Regions from separate parts of the Sparus aurata genome. Here region 2 is linked to region 1. The links are chromatin contacts, called in public Hi-C maps. All regions are on one chromosome and are shown on one strand. Each heading gives the region's core, a stretch centred on a gene start, on an enhancer-like site or on the middle of the called end of the contact. The rest is flanking DNA. Distances are from core to core; before and after follow the strand shown. Region 1 holds the start of LOC115596549. Region 2 holds the start of mkks (MKKS centrosomal shuttling protein).

The links. A called contact is a pair of places that touch in the nucleus more often than the background predicts.
Region 2: a Hi-C map of skeletal muscle shows a contact between it and region 1, with 4 times the contacts expected there. The contact joins the promoter of mkks here to the promoter of LOC115596549 in region 1. A contact is called at or near these places in 2 of 2 Hi-C or Micro-C datasets (skeletal muscle and an unstated tissue).

What each region holds. Positions count from the first base shown.
Region 1 is chr15:12,973,215-12,977,636 of fSpaAur1.1, reverse strand. It overlaps LOC115596549, which reads left to right and starts at 3,025. Exons shown (of 16, transcript XM_030441738.1): 1 at 3,025-3,990. The coding sequence starts at 3,147.
Region 2 is chr15:13,112,853-13,117,382 of fSpaAur1.1, reverse strand. It overlaps mkks (MKKS centrosomal shuttling protein), which reads right to left and starts at 1,958. Exons shown (of 4, transcript XM_030442276.1): 1 at 602-1,958. The coding sequence starts at 1,592. slx4ip (SLX4 interacting protein) reads left to right here and starts at 2,093. Exons shown (of 7, transcript XM_030442281.1): 1 at 2,093-2,331; 2 at 2,901-2,958. The coding sequence starts at 2,932.

The sequences.
Region 1 (4,422 bases), core at 1,776-4,275:
CTCCCACAAACGGCCCCAGGCTATGGCAGCTGTGAGGCATTCATCTTTGTCTGCTCTGTCACTTACACTGTCGCTCAACATTCATCATAAGGAACTAATTTTTCATAAATCTGCCAGTAGGTCGCAGATTTTCAGCTAATTTCAAACATGTACCATATAAAGGAGACGGAACATTAATCCTACATATATCTTTTCGTTCCCCCTACCGCTTATGTATATTCAAGCAACATGTAAAAAGGATTACGACCAAACTTGATATTCTTGCAAATACCAGATCAAGATATCATGAAAGCTGGCCTCACTCGGCTGCGAATGAAAAGCACTTGTGTGGTTTAACTTTATCCAGACTTGTGAATACCGGAGGAGGTCTTTCTAAGAAGTGGTGGGTTCTGCTTTATGTCCTGTCGGTGCTGTGCAGCTGCTCTCTACTGCCCCCCTTTGTTGGCCGCGCAGTACTGTCCAGGATTATGTCACAGAACCCTTCTTTAAAAATTCCCCTTCTAACAATGTTGCACAACATTTCAGCAGTAACCACTTGTTCTCGACAATGCAGAATCATAGAATTTACATACATAGAACTGTTTTTTTTCTCTTGAAATTTAAGTTAAATAAAATGTTTTGCAGCTGTGGAGAGCTCTATATAATGCATGTCCTCTTCACATGTACTGCAGCTCTCAGCTTGACACAAAGCTGAGCTCAAACTGACCCCAAATAGTTGTATATAATATAATATCTGCTGCTAATACTCAGATATCTTCAGTTCAGATCACCTTTTCTTACAGCAGAAGTGCAGGGGATAAAAGCACTCCACTGCAAATAGCCTTCAGCCCTGCACTAAGTCTGTCAAAAGTCAGGTGGCCCCCCACTGAAATCACCTTGAGGTGCTGTAATTTTGTGCCTAGCAACAAAGTCTCTGTAGAATTTTACAACCTGAGAAGCTCAGAGTATCTAGATAAATAGAGTGAACTACTTTTACTCATATCTGCTGCCAGTGTGCAGAAATTATACTACTGCACGCCAACAAATTGTTTAGTCTAATTTGAGAATAGTTACTGTGTCTGAGGTCAGCTTTTATTTGGGAGAAAATAGTCAGCGTTGTTAAAACCCCAATTAAGGCAACCTTTGTGGTAGATTTTAATTTAAACATAGAGCCGAGTTTTCCATATGAATGTGGGTGATACAACGCATTGGCACTTACTTTTAATGCCTGAAGAAAGATATGAAAATAACTTTAAAGCCCTAGGAAGTTAATCTGGATTCAATAAACAGTAGCAGGTAAACATCCTGGCTCTTGGAAAACCGGCCTGTAAACAGAGGAGATGAATGTCTTATAGGAGAGAAACAAATGCTGATGAGGGTAGCAAATGGAAGAAACTGGGAAAAGTTATGGCAGAGTTAAAGACACAAACAGTAGCAGCTTACTTTCACTGCAAACAGACACTGCAAGGTGAGAGGTGGATTCTGCCGGAGGAGTGATTACTCCCATCATTCTACTGTCGCTCCATGGGCGTGAGAAACCACGGATATCATCTTTTCATGCAAGCCCTCGATGTGGGTGGTGTGGTAAAATGGTTTTAAGCTGAAGCTGGACGACTTATCATGTAGCAGAGGACAGGACTGGGCCTGTGGAATGAAGGAAATGTCATCTGATGCCATAGGGGTTGTATGAGCCAAGCATCCGCCAGCCCATATTCTCACCTGTTTCCAAACTCGCCCGAAAGCCTCCGACAGATGACCCGCAGAGAAATTGAACACTGAGTTGTACTAATGCAATCACATGCACGCTCATGCGAGGACGTGCACTAAACCTCACACGCAAACGCTGTTAATTCATAGAAATGCATGACTGATTTTATCTTTTTTAGGTCCACATTTTGCGTACCTTGTGCCTTTGGATCTGCCTTAATCCTTTGTGTCATGGATTTAACAAGGTGCTGGTCCATATTGACATGACGAGCATCACGCAGTCGCTGCGCATCCACGTCGTGAATCTCTTGATTTGCCACGTCCCAGATGCAGTGAGACTGGGTTCATGTTGAAGCCATTTGAGTACAGTGAACTCATTTTCATGTTCCAGAAATCAGTTTTAGATTATCTGAGTTTTGGGACATGGCACGTTATCCTGCTGAAAGTAGCCATTAGAAGATTGACTGGACCCTGGATGAAAAGGAACAGACATAGTTAGCAACAATACTTAATACACTGTGGCGTTTAAACAATGCTAAATAGGTACTAAGGGGCCAAAAGTATGCCAAGACAATATCCCCCCCACCACAACCAGCCTGAATACCCGTATTCTGACCCTGTGATTTGAATGTCCCGGCAGAGATCGAGGCTCATTCGACAAGAAAATGTTTTTCAAATCTTCCACTGTCCAATTTTGGTGAGCCCGTGCCAATTGTAGCCTTGGTTTCCTGCTCTTAGCTGACAGGAGTGGCACCCAGCGTGTAATTCTGCTTCAATGTTTGACATGTTGCGTGTTCAGAGACGCTTCCTTGTTGAAAGATGTGGTTATTTGTTGCCTTTCTATCAGCTCAATAGATGGTTACCCTGGAGATGGATGTGAAAATCCCGGTAGATCAACAGGTTATGAAAAACACTCCAACTAGCCAGTCAGCCAGCCGCATGCGTGCCATGTTCAGATTCACTTAAATCAACTTTCTCTCCAATTGTGAAACAAATCATCTTGACCATGTGTACATGCCTAAATGCACTGAGATATGTGCATTGATGAAATGTAAACCAGGTGAATCTAATGAAGTATAGTAGGGTGTATATTTTTTGGTATTATCTACATTATATATAGCCTGTGCAAAGATTTTATTATGGTAGGATACTGCTGTCTTACTAGGAGCCTTTTTAAAAGACAGCTGTATCTACAATGACGCTGCTTTACATATCAAAGCGCTACATTCATTTCAAGTATTCACCTGACCTGAAGAGCATGAATTGGCCCATTTATTTCTCTCCTAAGCAACACATGTTGCAGATGAGTGTTTGTGTTGTGTGCAGATGCTGTGGCGTCTCTCACAGGGTAGTGTTATATCTCAGAGATGTGGATAGTTGTTATCTTCTGTCTGTGGAGGATTATCTGAAAAATGGTGTGTTTCGCAGTATAGCCAGTGTAAGGTCCGGCAGCCGCTACTATGGCAAGCGCAGATGCGGGAAGACAGCGGCCTCGTTGGAGAAAGGGCACCCAGAGTCTTTCACGGGGGCTGTTCTGCTGCTCATGTTTGCGAGGGGAGGAGAAGGATTCTCTGCAGGGACAGGAAAGGAAGATTAATAGTGGCCCTCAGGATCCACACTTGGATCAGCGGGGATCAGGTGAGATGCAGGCTATCCAGATTACAGTGGAGGATCTGGGCATAGTTAACAGCAGCTTCAGCCTGTTCGAGGAGGACCTCCTGACCCCGGGGACCAGCATGGCCTGCTCAGCCAGCTCCGTGTGTGCCTGCACCAGGGCCCTGAAGAAGAAACGACTGAAGCCCCTGTCTTCCCTCCCTATCCAGGCCAAAATGGCTGCCACTTGTACCAGTGTCGAAGATGACGAAGAAGAGGAGGAAGACACGTTACTGTTTGGGAGTGGCACCAATAGCACGGCAGCTTCGGGAAGCCTCCTGACACAACCTGTCATTAATCTGATACCACCCACTCCCTCTGACGTGGCCGACGACGATCAGTTCTTTGACATTAATTCAGAGGAGAGCGTGGCGCACACATCTGGAAGTGACGGAAGCTTTGCTGCTGGCGACGAGGATAGTTACAAAGAGAAGACAGAGAGGGTGGAGACCGAGGAGTCATCAGAGGAATTCACAGTGGCTGAGAGTAAGGTCAGTGCTGATGGTGCAGCAACTGAGGAGGGCCAAAGTGATCAGTTGGGAGAAGATAAAGAGCCCATGCCAACCGAAGTGGGGGATAAAGAGAAAACAAAACCCAGGTTCTTACGTAGCATCTACCAGGTGGCTCCTCTTCCTGAGTGCTCTCAGAAAAGTGAGTCCAACTGCAATAACATCTCCAGTGCTGATTCATTAAAGCCATACTGACATTATGGGAAAAAAGTTTGCCTTCTTACAAAGAGATAGATGAGAAGATTGGTGCTGAACTATTTTCGGTAGCTCTGTGATATTTACCCTAGCTTAGCAAAAAATCTGCAAGCAGCTTGCTGAGCTTTGTCATACGTACCTGCTTACAACTCCAAAGCTTTCCTGTTGACTGGTTGCGTATGTGACTCTTGTAGAAAGATATTTTGATTTGAGAAGAAATTAAAAAAGGGACAATTTGAATTATTGTGAGTTAACACGTGTGCCAACCTACAATGACAACTCAAAATGTGTGCTCTTTGGCTGCAAACACATCTTTGAGTTGAAAATGTCCAAAAATGTTGGAGTGTCTTCGTAAAATTCAGCCAGTGTCTTGACCCGG
Region 2 (4,530 bases), core at 709-3,208, 140 kb before region 1:
CACATCTGAAAGAATGCAAAAATTACAAAGATCACATTTACACACATTCCAGTATTATGTCCCCAGGAATACCCAATTCTCCTGCATAAATTATTAAAGGGTAACTCCACCAATTTACACATCAAAGTGTGTTGACAGGTCTTTGAGAGTATTACTGCATTTGTGGAAAAAAATAGTATAAAGCCTTTTGGCTCCAGAGAAAGCAGCATGTAATCCAATAAAAAAAGGTCTCAGTGATGTCACCCAATGTCTAAGTTGCATGGTGGGTAATGTAGGCTCCGTGTTTTGAAAAGAAAGAAGAATGCATGTAATCAAGGCAATACCTCTGGTTCTGCTGTGACAATTTTGAGCTTTTGTTTTTAAACTGTCAAAAATGAGTCCAACAGACTTTCAGACACAGGCGTTTCCCTACATTACCCACAATGCAACTGAGCCACTGAGTGACATCACTGGAGGAAATATATTAGATTACATGCAGGTTCCTTTATAGACAAAAAAGGTTTTAGGCTACTTTTGTGCAGTAGCACTCCTCAACACCTGTAAACACACCTTAATGTGTCAAATTGGTCTACCCAGGATTTAAAAACTTGTACAGGCCTACCTGTCAGCTGAGTAAGTGGCTCCATGAGAGTGATTCCCAGTCGCTCTATCACTATGATACCACGACTCCTCAGGTACTGCTGTAAAACGGGGTGGATCACCTTCTGGCATACAAAGAGCTTCACCTCATCTTTAACCACTTGTTTGCCGAGCTCCAGGAGCTGATCTAAGATCTGTGAATCTGTATCTACACCTGGGTGCATCTCAATTCTCCCGTCTCCTAGTTCAGAAAGATCACCAGCAAGAGATGCACTAAACAACACCATGCGCAGTGGATTTGAATGCAGGTACTCCATGTTGTTGAGGTGAAAGACATCAGGCATGTCCACCAGTAGACCTGGAAACACTGAAGAGCTCAGCACTGAGTGACCTTCAACAGAGACAATCACTGTTTTGCCAAGTGTGACAGTAGTTCCTGGGCTGTTACAGGGAACTGTCAGCAAAAAAGCCTGGACAGCCAACCTGCTGATGTGAAGTGTCTCCTGCTCTGTTAGCACACACGCTGGTTTGCTGGAGATGCTACTGCGAGCTAATTTGATCAAGTTCTGGCTGCTGCAGAAATCCAGCTTCACTCTAACACCACAGTCCTCTTGCTGTAGGTAACACGTACACAAATCCAGCAAGTACTTGTTCACTTTGATAACCACACTCCCCCTGAGACCAGACTGCTTTGCTCGCTCAATGATAGACAAACAGAGAATAGCAGCAAACAAACCACAGTCACTGAAACGAGAGACGTGGTTGAGAATGGAGATTTTGATCAGATTGATGAAAGGCTGTGAGGAGGAAACAGCAGACAGGAGAACTGAGGAGGTTGAGGTAGTTACAACGCGCCCTCCAATGTTGTTGTGGACCTGTTTTAGTCTTCCTCTCGGGCCAAAGCAAGACGTCAGGAGATGACGAAGCAAATAAAGCTTGTTACAAATATCAGTGTTGTCCAGTGGTTGGTCCGTACAAAGAGATGGAGATTTCTTGGCGAGCCGAGACATCATTGAAGCAACACTTTCTGACAGCACTGGCACAGCAGATTCACTGGAAGGTCATTGTCAACAGAAAAACGTTACAGGAGTTGCTTGGCATAACTTTCAGAAGTGAGTTTACTCTCTAAATGACGAAAAAGAGACGACTTATAAGCGACTATAGTGTCCTTTAAGCTGTTTTAGTTGTTTGATAGAAAACGCCACCTTCCTGCTTCCATGTTAAGCGCCTTTGCTTGCCACGACTCGGGTAGTGACACTTACAGCAGTGCCTGACCAGAAAATAAACAAAAGACTTGATACAACTTTAACCATAGTACATTAAAACAAACACGATAATGTTGATTGAATGTCATACTCGCTATTATCCGATTAAAGATCATATTTAGACATGTCGATAACATTTAACGACGAGGTTGATGCAGGCTTCTCCAATATGCAAGTCGTTTCCATGGCAGCGATCACTGCGTTGGGTCCTTGTTGGGTCCTATTCGATTAACAGTCGCATACTTTTGGACGTTTTTAGAAATTGTTACCGTAGCGACATATATTAATTCATTACTTAATAACGCTACTACCCCGCTGAAAAACAGAGATGGGCACTATTTTTTTTTTTATTTTTTTTTTTACCTTGCTCAGTATTTCCGCGATGTGTTGTTTTTGGCAAGAGTCATCCACTGAAAGCTTTTGCCGTTTTCGGACTACAAACCAAGTGACGTCATCTCTTGCAGCCTCCTTTTGAAAACTGTTGGCGGTATGAAATTTGTTGTCAATTTTAAGGTTCTTACCCAGCGTAATATCGACCGAATGTTAATTTAAAACTGCTGCAGTGTTATTAACGTGTAATGTGATAACAATGGCTAAACGTTAGAGCCACCATGTTGTTTCTTAGAACTGGCCTTTCGTCTTGTGAGCCCAGCTGTTCTCATTAAACGAACCGAGAAGTTAACAGAATGAGTAACTTAACACGCTCGATAAACTCTAATTAGATATTACGACGAAAATGCTTTAGCTGGAGACTACCTGCATTTGAACTGGCCATATTTATTTAGTCTAAGTTGGTTTACACAGTCTGAATATATTAAAACGAGCTCTATGGATATGACGTTAACGCAAAATTTAACCAATCTTTGTTAGCTAGGTTAGAGTGGTTTACCATCCATGTCGGTTGACGTGAGGATTTACATTATTTTGAGTAGAACATGCCATTCAAAAGCTCTGTCACTTATTCAACATTATCTAACAAGTATCAACATACAAAGTTGCTGGAAAGTGCATGTTTCAGGCCACTATGTGTAATCCCTGATTGTACACTTCTTCCAGGTGAAACAAGCTGACTGCAGTGTTCACTGAAATGGCTCCTCTTAAATTTGTTATTAAGGTAAGTGAAAATGAATTAGTATACAGAGCCTACTGCAGTGTTGTATTAAAGAAATATACTGAGTTATATGGTATTATAGTGTTATATTCAATAATGTCGTGTTATACCAAAATGTGCAACAGCTCCAATCTTGTTTATATCTACAGCGTGATATTTTCTATTCCAGAGGGAGCATCTGTAATTCAAGCAATTTCCCCCATGGGGATAAATAGGCTTAACAGTAGTTTTGTGAGCCTACTATCGAATAAGGCCTGGGATGAACATACGTATAGACAATAACATAAAAAAATATGATACTAAGTGTTGTGTCTAACTCCATCCATTCATCCATCCATCTTCTTCCGCTTTATCCGTGCCTAACTCCACATTTAAGATTTCAAAGAGTTTTGGAATATGCAAAGTTTAGATTTTTTAATTATGTTTACTGGGAACCTTCCTCAGCAAACCTAATTCAATTCTGTACCTATGCTCTATTGTATAAACCGGTTAAGCCAAGGGTTTATAACCCCCCTTTTTTTTTTTTTGCAAAGTTAGTATGTTGCCATAAAAATGTGTAACAAAGCAAGATGGTCTAATTACGCAAGAATGTTACCGAAATTAAAAGATGTTCATTCAGGCATCTTCACAAATACATTCTTTTGTATCTTTTGAACATGTACATATGGCATGTGCTGTAAAATCTATTGTTTTCAAGCAAAATAGCTTTTGGGTGCTTTTCACTGACCACAAAGCCTCATAATTACTTTAAACAAAATGTTTCCCCACACAAAATGCACACTAGATACTAAAGAAGACGATGAATCTGCATTTGATTAAAGCATCTCAGCTTTTGTCAGTGTTCATGATAAACAACTATGTTTGTGTTATTGCCAAACAGTAGAACTGCGACAGACAGTCAAGTGGCTCAAGTGGCTAGAGTTATTATGGTCTATACCAAACCACTGTAAAGCTGTTGTTCAGAAGTGTAAAATATGCAATGGCGGAATGTACTGTGCACTTTCTTCTCAAAATGTACTTTATTCATTTTTTTGTTTTAAAACATCTTTGCTCACAGTTTTGTCCTTCTCAGTAGCAAATTCTTTGACCACTAGGGGGAAGTACAGGTACACGTTTCGACTGCCTCCACATTCTGATGTTATTATTCATCCCTCAGAACACTTTATTCAGAGTTTCTGGTCACCTTTTGCAAATCTCATCTGACTGCCTCCCCGAGAGCCTTTTGTTAATCGGCACGGCCATACAGAGCAGAGAAAACTCATTCTATTAAAAAGCCAAGCTGGTTCATCCTCGGTCTGATGCTCTGTCAGGAATAATGCGCATCAGATGTTTTTGTTAAGTGCAGGAAAAGCCACTGCTTTCTCTTTTGTTGATGTTTCATTTATTGAGAGTTTTTGGACGAGGGCCGCAGACATTTGCACTGATCTCTCACATCCTCCGTAATGCCATGTGTGCCTAGTTGACCAGATATTGCATTGGCTCCCTTTATTTGTTTCATATGCATGCCTGCATACAGGCCACCCCACCACCACCCCCCTCAGTTGGTTGTGGGAGAGTAAAACCCTGGAGGTTCAC